Linked DNA regions of Callithrix jacchus: region 2 is linked to region 1. A link is a contact called in public Hi-C data. All regions are on one chromosome and are shown on one strand. The core of a region is the stretch at or near the end of the contact, and the rest is flanking DNA. Distances in the headings are between cores, read along the strand shown. Region 1 overlaps SPRY4 (sprouty RTK signaling antagonist 4). Region 2 overlaps ARHGAP26 (Rho GTPase activating protein 26).

Evidence for each region. Hi-C and Micro-C count contacts between places; a contact is called where the count stands out from the background.
Region 2: a Hi-C map of induced pluripotent stem cells shows a contact between it and region 1, with 3 times the contacts expected there. The contact joins two enhancer-like sites. A contact is called at or near these places in 2 of 3 Hi-C or Micro-C datasets (induced pluripotent stem cells and skeletal muscle).

The regions. Positions count from the first base shown.
Region 1 is chr2:40,755,849-40,761,602 of calJac240_pri, reverse strand. SPRY4 (sprouty RTK signaling antagonist 4) reads left to right here. Exons shown (of 3, transcript XM_035287453.3): 2 at 1-75. Among named protein-coding and RNA genes, the nearest start is that of SPRY4, 4.6 kb to the left of the region's middle. Within about 2 kb of position 2,447, at least 4 of the 16 cell types and tissues checked have an H3K27ac peak or open chromatin away from gene starts, as enhancers often do.
Region 2 is chr2:40,987,847-40,993,600 of calJac240_pri, reverse strand. The region is part of intron 2 of ARHGAP26 (Rho GTPase activating protein 26); the gene reads right to left. Among named protein-coding and RNA genes, the nearest start is that of FGF1, 150 kb to the left of the region's middle. Within about 2 kb of position 3,465, at least 3 of the 16 cell types and tissues checked have an H3K27ac peak or open chromatin away from gene starts, as enhancers often do.

The sequences.
Region 1 (5,754 bases), core at 1,198-3,697:
AAGCACCCGACTGTCTCTGTAGCTGACCGAAGCACTAACGTCTCTGACAAGCCTCTCGGGATTCAAAGCTGGAAGGTAAAAGGCCCAGAACAGTTGGGGAACTGTGGGTTTATCAATCTCTTAAAGAGCTCTGTCTGGCCTGAGGCCCTACCCAATATTGCACTGGTGAATTTCACAATGTTTAGAGATCTCCAGATCTTCACACAAATGGAGCATAAACGTCTCTGAAATTTTCAGCCTTTTTTTTTTTTTAAGTGAGGATGTCGGGAGGATTAAGAAAGGTAGGTCTGAGGTTAAAGATTTCTCTTTATCTCTCCCTTTCTGTCTCCCAGAAGGGTGGGAAAGAACTAGTGAAGATGTCCAGTGTGACATCACATTTCCTCTTTCCTATCCCTTGGGAGGGTCCTCATGCGCCACCAGGCTCCAGACAAATCCTGATATGGTGAACAGTGCACACACTTACCAATCGAGCTGTGTGGCCAGTAAGGGTGTAGGGTGGGGATTTTAGTAGCAGATTTCTGAAATCTCAAAGGAGAAATATTGGTCACCTACAGTGAGGAGACTTTAAAGGCATCTGTTGGTTATGGGAGTCACTCCCTTTTGGTGGAGTGTAAATGGCCTCTTGCCCTTGGCCCTCCTATCCAGTCCCACGACCTTTTCCAGATCACTCTCTGAAATGGCCTCATCTTACTATAAAGCTTTAGTTAGGGCTGATGGGAGAAGACAGAGCACATACCAGGGCATAGGCTGTGGACAGGTGGAAATTTGGAGCTTACAGATGTAATTGTTATTTATTTTTTCGAGACAGAGTCTTGCTCTGTCACCCAGGCTGGAGTGCAGTGGCGCAATCTTGGCTCACTGTAACCTCCACCCCCAGGGTCAAATGATTCTCCTGCCTCAGCCTCCCGAGTAGCTGGAATTACAGGTGTGTGCCACCAAGCCCAGCTACTTTTTGTATTTTTAGTAGAGACTGGGTTTCACCATGTTGTCCAGGCTGATCTCGAACTCCTGACATCGTGATCCGCCCACCTCGGCCTCCCAAAGTGCTGGGTTTACAGGCATGAGCCACCCCTCCCGGCCTCTGATGCTTTTTTTTTTTGAGACAGGGTTTCACCATATTGGTCAGGCTGGTCTCGAACTCCTGACTTCACGATCCACCCGCCTCAGCCTCCCAAAGTGCTGGGATTACAGGCATGAGCCACCGCACCCAGCTTCGGATGCCATTTTTATCTGCATCCTCCCAGAATTGGAGGAGAGATGTAGCTCTTTGGAAATCTGTCCTGCCCAGTTCACACCCATGACGCTCCCGACTTTGATAAACCTGTGCCCAGAGGTTTGGCTGACATTCAAGAATAATAAATGAAAGTGGCCTTTCAGTGCAAAATTGGAAAAATCAGTGATTTAAAAATTAAGAGAGGAATAAAACCCAGTAATACCTCCAGAAGTGACCTTTGAGCTGTGTTGCTCTGGGATTTAATACTTTGGGACCATATGTGGGGATTCCAGTTTCCAGTTCTGAAAGTCTTGAGGTGTGACATCTTCTAACTCCCAGATCTGGGTCCCCACAGTGTTTTTCTATCCTTGGGCTATCCTGTTAATTAGGGCCTGGGTGTTAGTGCCAAGGAGGCCTAGGAAGGAGCCCTCCCTCTTTATTCAGAAAAGTCCAGTGTTTCTTGGAGAATCATAGTGTTCAATTTGGCTCTAAATCCAAAGTAAATCCAAAGTGTCTGTCATCTGGCCTCTACTTAGGTGGCAGTTCCCTTGTGATGACAGCCTTCTAAGAATTCTCTCCCAGGCCTCTGAATTTGGAGATAAAGTTGAAAATTTGGGGTTTTGTATGTAGACACGACCGAGTTTTTGAGGAAGGGAAAAATGGCTGAAGCAGAGAAGGTTCTATCTCGTGGCCAACCTATATCTCCCTGAGGGGAGAAAGCAGTGACTCATTAGAATACATTTTTGCTCTTTCAAAAGAGCCAGAGGAAGGTGAATGAACAACATACGGAAAGCTGTATTGCTCCTTCCAGACCAAGCCAGGGGCCAGGAGAGAGCAGATGAATGATTAGGCAAACCTGCTAAGCATGGCCTTAGTTTCCCCATCTGTATAGTAGAGAAAATAAACTCCTCCCAAGGGGACAGGGGCCAGCAGAGCTGCTAGTGAGCAGCCAGGATGAGGGCCAGGCTCATTGTGATTCCTGGGCTCCTAGGAGGAGGGCCTAGTTTTAATGGTGCCCCCTTCCTGCACAGGAGGTGTGGGGTGTTGCATGATGTAAGAGGCGGGGTATTCTTGGCTCTCAGGGGTTTGGGGCCACCCTGCAGATCCGGACAGCTGACAAGGCTGGGGAATGTATCCGGGACATGTGGCTGGGCTTAAGAGGCTCCACAGTTCAGCTGTGATCACGATTGTTCTTTCCAAGGACAGGCCCCAGTCAGTGAAGGAAGCAAGGGCACAGGGGAGGGAGCACAGATGTGCTGGATCTAGAGGAGGAGGGAAGGAGCCCTTTGGGGCAGGTGGCCACTTGCAGAAGAGTGGTTTCCCTTGTCAGTGGTCTTTCTTTTTCTGATTAGGGGAAGGGAAAGTCATTTCCTGCTCCTGTCCCAGGAGTAAGCTAAAATCTATTATTGTAAGTTCATTTCTTGGTGGAGGGTAAGGAGACAAATAAGATCTTAGTGCCTGTGGGAGGAAGCCCTGCCCTGGGGGGGTTTAGGGTTTTGGTCCCACCCAGATCTTGACTTGGCCGGTAGTTCCCAAACCATGCCAGTGGTTAACAGGCTCCTTCTGACTCCTTCTTTACCGACTCTTGGCTTCTAATCCTTCTTTCTGGGAATCTGAGCAGACAATTAAGGGGGTAATACAGTGAAGCAGAAATTTGAAGCTGATTAAATAGCCCAAAGCCGAAGTCCAGCAAGATTCCCACCCTTCCTGTGCTGGAGCTTTGGAGCTCAGCTGACTGGTTGTAAAAGAGGGAAGAGAAGAAGAGGGGTGGGAACCAATAAGTGATGATGGGATGCAGTGATGAAAAGCAACTGTTTTCTTTCGGGGTCTCTAACAGATTATGGCCAGAGGTGAACGTCTTCGTTCTGGTGCTGAGGGTAGGGAGATGGGGGTGGAAGAAGGATTTGCAGACAAATCCAGCTGCCCAAATGCTCTCTATTCTCCCACTGGGGCCATTCTCAGCAGAGTGTCTTTCTTCCTAGGGTATAGGAAGGGGCACGTCCTCCGCCTCCCTCTCCTTCTTTTTAAAGTCCTTTTAAAGCAATAAGTCATCATTTATTTGTAGCTTAATTAGCTAAACTGGGATATTGTCACAAAGAACCAAGCAATAGCGGTGGGCAGGCTCTCTGGCAGCCTAGAGACCTTTCTTCTGAGTTGTTAAAGGGTTAAACAACCTTCACTGAAAGAACCTGCTGAGACTGAATGGGGCAGTGCTCAAGCTACCCATTCATTCACAGCCTCTTGCCAGTTTGTCATTAGCTGACCTGTAGCTTGCAAAGTACAACTGTCAGGTTTTCCCAATATTTCTCAACTCACCTCCCTGGGGTACCTCTAGGCGAGGGTGAGGGTGGGTGGGATTAGGCATCCTGCTCAATTGTGGGGACATTTAACGTGCCTCCTGACTCTTTTCAGCCAGCCTGTATTGAGCGGTCTGCAGCCTGATGCTCAGCCCCTCCCGACAGGTACAAATGCAGGGAGTGTCAGAATGGCTGGCTCTGGCCTCCCAGACCCACCAAGCAGCAAATACAGGGTTTTTTATCCCACTGATTCCCATATCCTAGGACTCTCTGTTCCCTGGCTCCCTCCCTTCCTCACAGACCTGGGCCAGGGAGCCCCATCAATGTAGGTGGGGAGGAATAGAGATTCCTTTCCAACCCAGGGTTACCTTTTGGGGACTGCTTTATAATAAACTCCTACAAGTGAGATTCATTCAACTATAAAAAAAACAAAAAATGAAACCACTTTTAAAACAGGGTGACGGCACAGAACACTGAATTGGGAGTGAAGAGAACTTGAACTCAGAGCCTTCAATGAGAGAGATTAGAAACCCCCCGCAGCCTTGACTCTCCACACTGACAATTCCCCTACGTGGGGTTCAGGCTTTTCTTCCCTGTTGGTTGCACTGCAGACCCCAGTATGTTCTGATGATCTGTGAGGGCTGGAGGGGTCCGTGGTTGTGAAAGTGATGTCACTTTCATGCCTTTCTGTGAATTCTCAGAGGTTATGGAGGGCTTTTGCAAGTCATTGTAAATCAGGGCTGAATGGTTAGTATTTCAGCCTGTTCTCTTGGTTCAAATCCTGCTCTGATCACTTGCTAGCTCTATGACCCTTTATGCTTCCATCTCTTTCTCTGTAAAATGGGTACTGTCTTGGAAGTATGGAGAGGATTAAATGAGAAAATAAAATCACTGAGGGTTTAGCATGGAGCCTGCCTGGTACCAAGAAATGTTTCATAAATATTAGCCGCTTCCATAATTATTATTTACTATTATTAGAAGGTTGAGTGGAGGTAAAAGTCTCTTCCCTCCTGCCAGTTTGTATGAGTACCACCTAAACTTGATAGAGGTGCTTCCTTGGCCAAATGGAGTGCTGGCTTTGTTTCTCTGTCCAGTGTCTTCCAAATTGGCCATCAGTCTCTTCCAAATTGCCTAAATGAGGCAAAGCCTCCTCTCTCCTATGTATATTATAAATCTCTTCCTTCCTTGCAGGGGAAGCAGAGAGCACATATTAAACTGCACTTAAGATTGTCAGCGTTGCTCAGAGTAGGGGTGGGTGTTTCTCAGTGAGTAGAGATTGATCTTCCAGATCAACTTAGAGCTGGTTTTTTTCTTTTTCTTTTTTTTTTTTTCTTAATTTGAGATGGAGTTTCACTCTTGTTGCCCAAGCTGGAGTGCAGTGGCGCAATCTCAGCTCACTTCAACCTCCACCTCCTGGGTTCAAGCGACTCTCCTGCCTCAGCCTCCTGAGTAGCTGGTATTATAGGTGCCTGACACCATGCCCAGCTACTTTTTGTATTTTTAGTAGAGAAGAGGTTTCACCATGTTGGCCAGGCTAGTCTTGAACTGCTCACCTCAGGTGATCCACCCACCTCGGCCTTCCAAAGTGTTGGGATTACAGGCGTGAGCCACTGTGCCTGGCTGTTCTTTCTTTTCTTTCTTTCTCCTTTCCTCCCTCCCTCCCTTGAGAAGCAGTCTTGCTCTGTCACCCAGGCTAGAGTGCAGTGGTGTGATTTTGGCTCACTGCAACCTCTGCCTCCTGGGTTCAGGCACCTGCCACCATGCCCAGTTAATTTTTGTATTTTTAGTAGAGATGGGGTTTTATTCTGTTGGTCAGGCTGCTTTCAAATTCCTGACCTCAAGTGATCCGCCTGTCTTGACCTCCAAAATGTTGGGATTACAAGCTCCTGGACTTGTTTCTTTTCTTTTCTTTCTTTCTTTTTATTTTTTGGAGACATCATTTAGCTGTGCTGAGGGGTTATTCAATAGACAGCTCAGAAAATTGTATTTTTTTGTCAGACAAATTCAGCAGAGACTCTTAGAGGGCCCTCCTGTGGAGGGTCCCTGCTGGTGTGGGGTGAGGCCAGCAGTGGAACTCTGATTTGGTTTTTGCTGAGCTGGTGGTCAAAAGGAAACCTACTACATTAGGGTTATGATAGGAAAAATGCATTTTCGAATACGCCCAGTGGAGCCATCAGATGCTGCTTAGTCCCCAGAGAGCCGAGTCATCGTGGGCCAAGCTCCCATCCCCATGTCTGGCCTCAG
Region 2 (5,754 bases), core at 2,216-4,715, 230 kb before region 1:
AGCCCTAGCAAACTAATACAGTCCTGCAGCTGCAAAAGAGAGTCTATAAAAGGGAGATTTAGGGCCAGGCACGGTGGCTCACACCTGTAATCCCAGCACTCTGGGAGGCTGAGGTGGGCAGATCACAAGGTCAAGAGATCGAGACTATCCTGGCCAACATGGTGAAACCCCATCTATATTAAAATACAAAAAAAATTAGCTGGGCGTGGTGGCACGCACCTGTAATCCCAGCTACTGGGGAGGCTGAGGCAGAAGACTTGCTTGATCCTGGGAGTCGGAGGTTACAGTGAGCCAACATTGCGCAACTCAACTCCAGCCTGGCGCCTGACGACAGAGTGAGACTCTGAAAAAGAAAAAGGGAGATTTAGGAAAGGAATTTGGTGGCATGATTGCCTCAGGCTGGGCACTCTCACCTCATACAAAATCAGTTTTCTTTGCAAGGAAAGGGTTGGGGGAGTAGGCAACTAAAAAGTGTCCACCAAAACAACTGTTGAGTTGAGAAAGCTGCATACAATTCTACCTCTGCTACTTGGTAATAATACCTGTGGGTAAGACATGGAGTTTTGATTCAGTAAATTGGTACTATAAGAAATATACAAGTATAATTAAAGGTCAGGTGCAGTGGCTCACACATGCAATCCTAGCACTTTGGGAGGCCGAGGCAGGTAGTTCACGAGGTCAAGAGATTGAGACCATCCTGGCCAACATGGTGAAACCCAATCTCTAATAAAAATACAAAAAAAAAAAAATTAGCTGGGAGTGGTGGCGCACACCTGTAATTTCAGCTACTCGGGAGGCTGAGGCAGGAGAATGTTTGAACCTGGGAGATGGAGGTGGCAGTGAGCCGAGATTGCATTCCACACTGGCGACAGAGCAAGACTCTGTCTCAAAAAAAAAAAAAAAGAATAAGTAACAAGTTATTCTCTTTCCAAACTTTCGACTCTGATATTCTAAATCGGAAGGGGTGGTGCCCAGAAAGGACTTTGCTTCTTCAACAAATGAAAACACGGGAAAATACACAGAGCATACATTTCTAAAATGCATGTACCTTACAATATTTTCTGATGTCCTATTCCAGCTTTCAACTATTCAACAGTGTATTTCCTGAAATAATCAACTAAACAAATCTGAATCTTTTTTCTTTACATTGTCAAAGCCCTAGGAACCCACAATACATAGTGAGCTGTAAACACACACACACACACACACACACACAGCCAGACTCCTCCGCAAAATAAAGGTCTGACATTTTCCTGTTAGATTATATATTTCCTGAGAGCAAAAATTATACATAGTCATTCCTGTGATCCCATAGACCATTATACGCAGTAGCAATGAGGGCTTGCTGAATGAACAAGTAGAAAACAGCCTCTAAGAATCCATCTTACGGCCCACTCATTTCACAAAGACTAAACAAATATTAGCAATGAATCTGTTTTTTCTGGAAGATGGGTCACAGCATCTTTAAAGATGCTAAGGATCAAATTATTTTCTTCTCTAAAGAGCTTCACATATTGGGAAAGCTATCATTATGAAACAATAAGTGTTTCTTTACATGAAGACATTTGATTTTTTTAAAACTGCCAAGAAAAGATGCATTCGTTAATGAACAGTATGAGAACAACTGATAAGGGAGATGGGAAATAACATCTGACCAGTATTATATGATGTATTTTTCTCTCAACATTTGAAAGATTTAAATGTGAAAAATACAAAGAAAATATGGGTTATTTTTCAAAAACGCCTAGTTTATGGGTGGGCTTCTTTTCTGTCTCTCTTTCGCTTTCTTTCTTCCTTCCCTTCTTAAGTTGAGGTCTCAGTCTGTTGCCCAGGCTGGAGTGCAATGGCACAATCACAGCTCACCACAGCCTCAAATTCCTAGGCTTAAGCAATCCTCCCACTTCAACCTCCCAAAGTGCTGTGATTACAGGTGCATGAACTACCACACTTAGCCTATGGAAGGGTTTCTAAATATGCCCGGACACAGAAAAGGAAAGAATTGATATATTCACTATTAAAATAATTTTTTAAATATTATATGGGAAAAATATATCATAAACCTAAATGACAAATGATAAAGTTGGGAACTACTGACAAAATCTATGATAGAAAAGCATTATTTTCCCACTTAGATGAAGAGATCTTCAAATCAATAAGATGCACATAAATAATATAATAGAAAAATGGTCAAATTTTCATGACCCAAGAATCACAGAAAATAGTCATTATTTGGGAATAAGGTTGGAAGTCCACTCTTAAGGAAACTTACATGTGTGCATATATATATATATATGTGTGTGTGTGTGTGTGTGTGTGTGTGTGTGCACGTGGTTTTGTTTTTGTTTTTGTTTTGAGACCGAGCCTTGCTCTGTCACCAGGCTGGAGTGCAATGGCACTATCTCGGCTCACTGCAACCTCTGCCTCCCGATTCAAGCAATTCTCCTGCCTCAGCATCCAGAGTAGCTGGGACTATAGGCATGTGCCCAGCTAATTTTTTGTATTTTTAGTAGAGATGGGGTTTCACCCTCTTGGCCAGGATGGTCTCGATCTCCTAACCTTGTGATCTGCCAGCCTCTGCCTCTCAAAGTGCTGGGATGACAGGCATGAGCCACAGTGCCTCGCAGAAATAGTTAAATAATAACAAAATTTATTTTAGGACTGTTAAAAGTTTAAAAGTTTGATTGTATGTGTATTTGTGATGGTGTGTACAACCAGGTATTCTCATGCACTTTTATTGGAGTTTACACTGGCATGAACTTTTTTTTTTTGAGACTGAGTTTCATTTTTCTTGTCCAGGCTGGAGTGCAGTGGTACGATCTCAGCTCACTGCAACCTCTACCTCTCGGGTTCAAGCTATTCTCCTGCCTCAGCCTCCCTATGTAACAATTTTTTTAATGAGTAAAGCTAGATTTATTTACATGGAAAATACCCGAAATGTGCTAAATAAAAAATAGCAAGTTGTGGAACAAGATGGCCAATATGTTCCCATTTGTGTAAAACCAACCAAAAAAAGATATACTTTTATACGCTTGTATATGCATAGAACATTCCTGAAAGGATACTCAAAATACTGTTAACTGTGGTTCCGTCTGGAACCCATTCTGTTTGAAATTTTTACCGTGATTGCGTATTTCTTTAGTAATAAAAAAATACACAGTTAAGATATAAAAAGCCCCATGCTGCTTCCTCGGAAATTCCTCAAATGGGGAAAATTAAGCTAAAAACGTTAAGACTTATCACTTCCTCCTAAGAGCTGGCTTTTGGAGAGCGAGGCAAATGCTCAAAGGAAAGGAGTTCCTTCAGGATGGAATATTTGGAATTGCCCCATTTGGGTGGGGAAGGGGAGTGGGGGGAGGATCCAGGCAGGGCTCCCGCTCTCCAGCCCAGGAGGGAGAGACACAGATCAGGGAATAATCGCTCCCTGACTTTAGGAGCCAAATCGGCTCCGGAGGGAAGGGGAAAGGGGGTGGCGAGGGAAGGCCCCCAGGGCTAGACATCAAACAGGACGGAGGCATCTCTGACCTCCGGGTCACAGACCGGGGCGCTCCAGGAGCCCACCCGGGGCGCCGGTGCTGGAAGCCAATTCCGAGTAATTTAGGAAATCGCCCAGCCTGGGGGCCGGGGCGGGCAGGAAAGGAGCGATTAAGGGCGAGAAGGAGAGGTGAGGTTTCCTCGGGAATGAGCACATTTGGAAGCCAGGCAGGAAGGGGGCAGGAAGCTGCTCTCATAAAACAATCTGACAATTACGTGTCAGTGTAGGAGAAGGGCCCTGGAAATTATGGGGCTGCCGCACCGCACTCCAGAGTCCTCCCCCGGTGATTTCCTCGGGCTGCAATGAGCTGCGGGAGGAAATTATATTTGGGGCCAGGTGTTTGTTCCTGCACATTTGGGTTCAACCCGGGACTGAGACTTTTACGCTCACATGCTGAGGGAAACAATTCCCTGATGCCTTTGTAAACCTTGGCGGATGCACTGTCTCCAGCTGGACTGGGCTTTGGTACTGTGATTAGCATAGCTGGGATTTACTAAGCGCTTCCACTAGCCAGGTGCTTCACCTGCGACTCACTGCAAGAGGCCTGGAGAGGTTCACTGACTTGCCACAGACAATCACTAGGGGTGGCAGAGCAAGAATTTTGACCCAGGCACTGTCTCCAGAGCCCCATACTCAAATCCAACATGAAAACATATTTCACAAACATTTTCATGAGAGCAACCAGAACCATTACTTTATACATGTATCTGGAGGAATGGGTTCCTAAGCAGACTCCTACCCACACAGAGGCTGCCCTCTCCTTTTCATTCATTCATTTACTTGTTCCTTTGTACCTATTAGGTATCCAGCAAAATTAGGTACTATAAAATTATTAGACACATTCCTACTTCTAAAGATACCTAAAAGCCTTATGCCTGTGGTGGTGGTTCATGCGTGTGATCCCAAGCACTTTGGAAGGTTAAGGTGGGAGGATTGCTTGAGTCCAGGAGTTCGAGACCAACTTGCTAGGCAACATAGCAAGACCCTCTCTCTACAAAACAACAACGATAGCTGGGCATAATGGCTGTAGTCCCAGCTATTTGGGAGGCTGAAGTGAGATTACTTGAACCTGGGAAGTTGAGACTTCAGTGAGCCAGGATTGCCCTGCTGCACTCCAGCTTGGGTGACAGAGTGAGACCTTGTCTCAAAAAATAAATAAATAACTAGAGGGCACATTTACAGGTTTTACAGGCTTAGATTCCAAGCATATTTGCAGTCTTATCCTGGTCCTTGACATGATTCTTTTAAGCCCGTTTGGATTTTCCTGGGGTAGACATACTCCCTCAAATCCTCCAGACCAGGAGCATTTCCCAGCCCACACCTTTAGAAGACTCCTAGTAAACCCTGACCCTCTCTCTAACCCCCTCCACATTCAGAGGGCATCCTTCAGGAGGCTGGGGCCTATAAGACAATCTGAAGTGCCCCCAGGGGCATCTGAGAGGAGTCTAGCAGAGCAGTGAAATGTCCTGACTCCGCCAACCACTAGCTGGGGGACCTCGGGCAAGTTGCTTCACCTTTCTGAGCCTCCTCTGTAAGGTGAGGTTGTCATGACGATTAAATAGAACAACATGCTGGGCTTTGAGCCCACTGCCTGGAACACAGTAAGTATTCAGTAAGTCTTGGCTGTGACCCTGGAGATGGTGTTCTGTGTTAGGGGTCGGCCAACCCTGCCCTCAACACCTCTTCTATTAACAAACTGCTCCAGGCCAGGCGTGGTGGCTCACACCTGTAATCCCAGCACCTTGGGAGGCAGAGGCAAGTGGATCACGAGGTCAGGAGTTCAAGACCAGCCTGGCCAAGTTGGTGAAACCTGTCTCTATTAAAATACAAAAATTAGCCAGCTCAGGAGGCTGAGGCAGAGAATTGCTTGAACACAGGAAGTGGAGGTTGCAGTGAGATGAGACTGCACTACTGCACTCCAGCCTGGGTAACAGAGCGAGACTCCATCTCAAAAAAAAAAAAAAACTACTCCAAAGTCACTGTAAATGCTATACTTCCCTCCTAGCTCAATTCTGTGATGTCCCAAATTACATTAATTTTTAAGCAATGAACTATATGTGGTAACATAATTATTTCCTTAGTCACTGAATTACTGAATGCTCATCTATTACTTGTGAATGCTAAGCAGAACAATATCCACAGTGGACAGGAACAAGGTCTTTAGAGCTAGACTTCCAAGCTCAGATCCCATCTCTATAATTTGGGCAAGTTACTTAATAGCT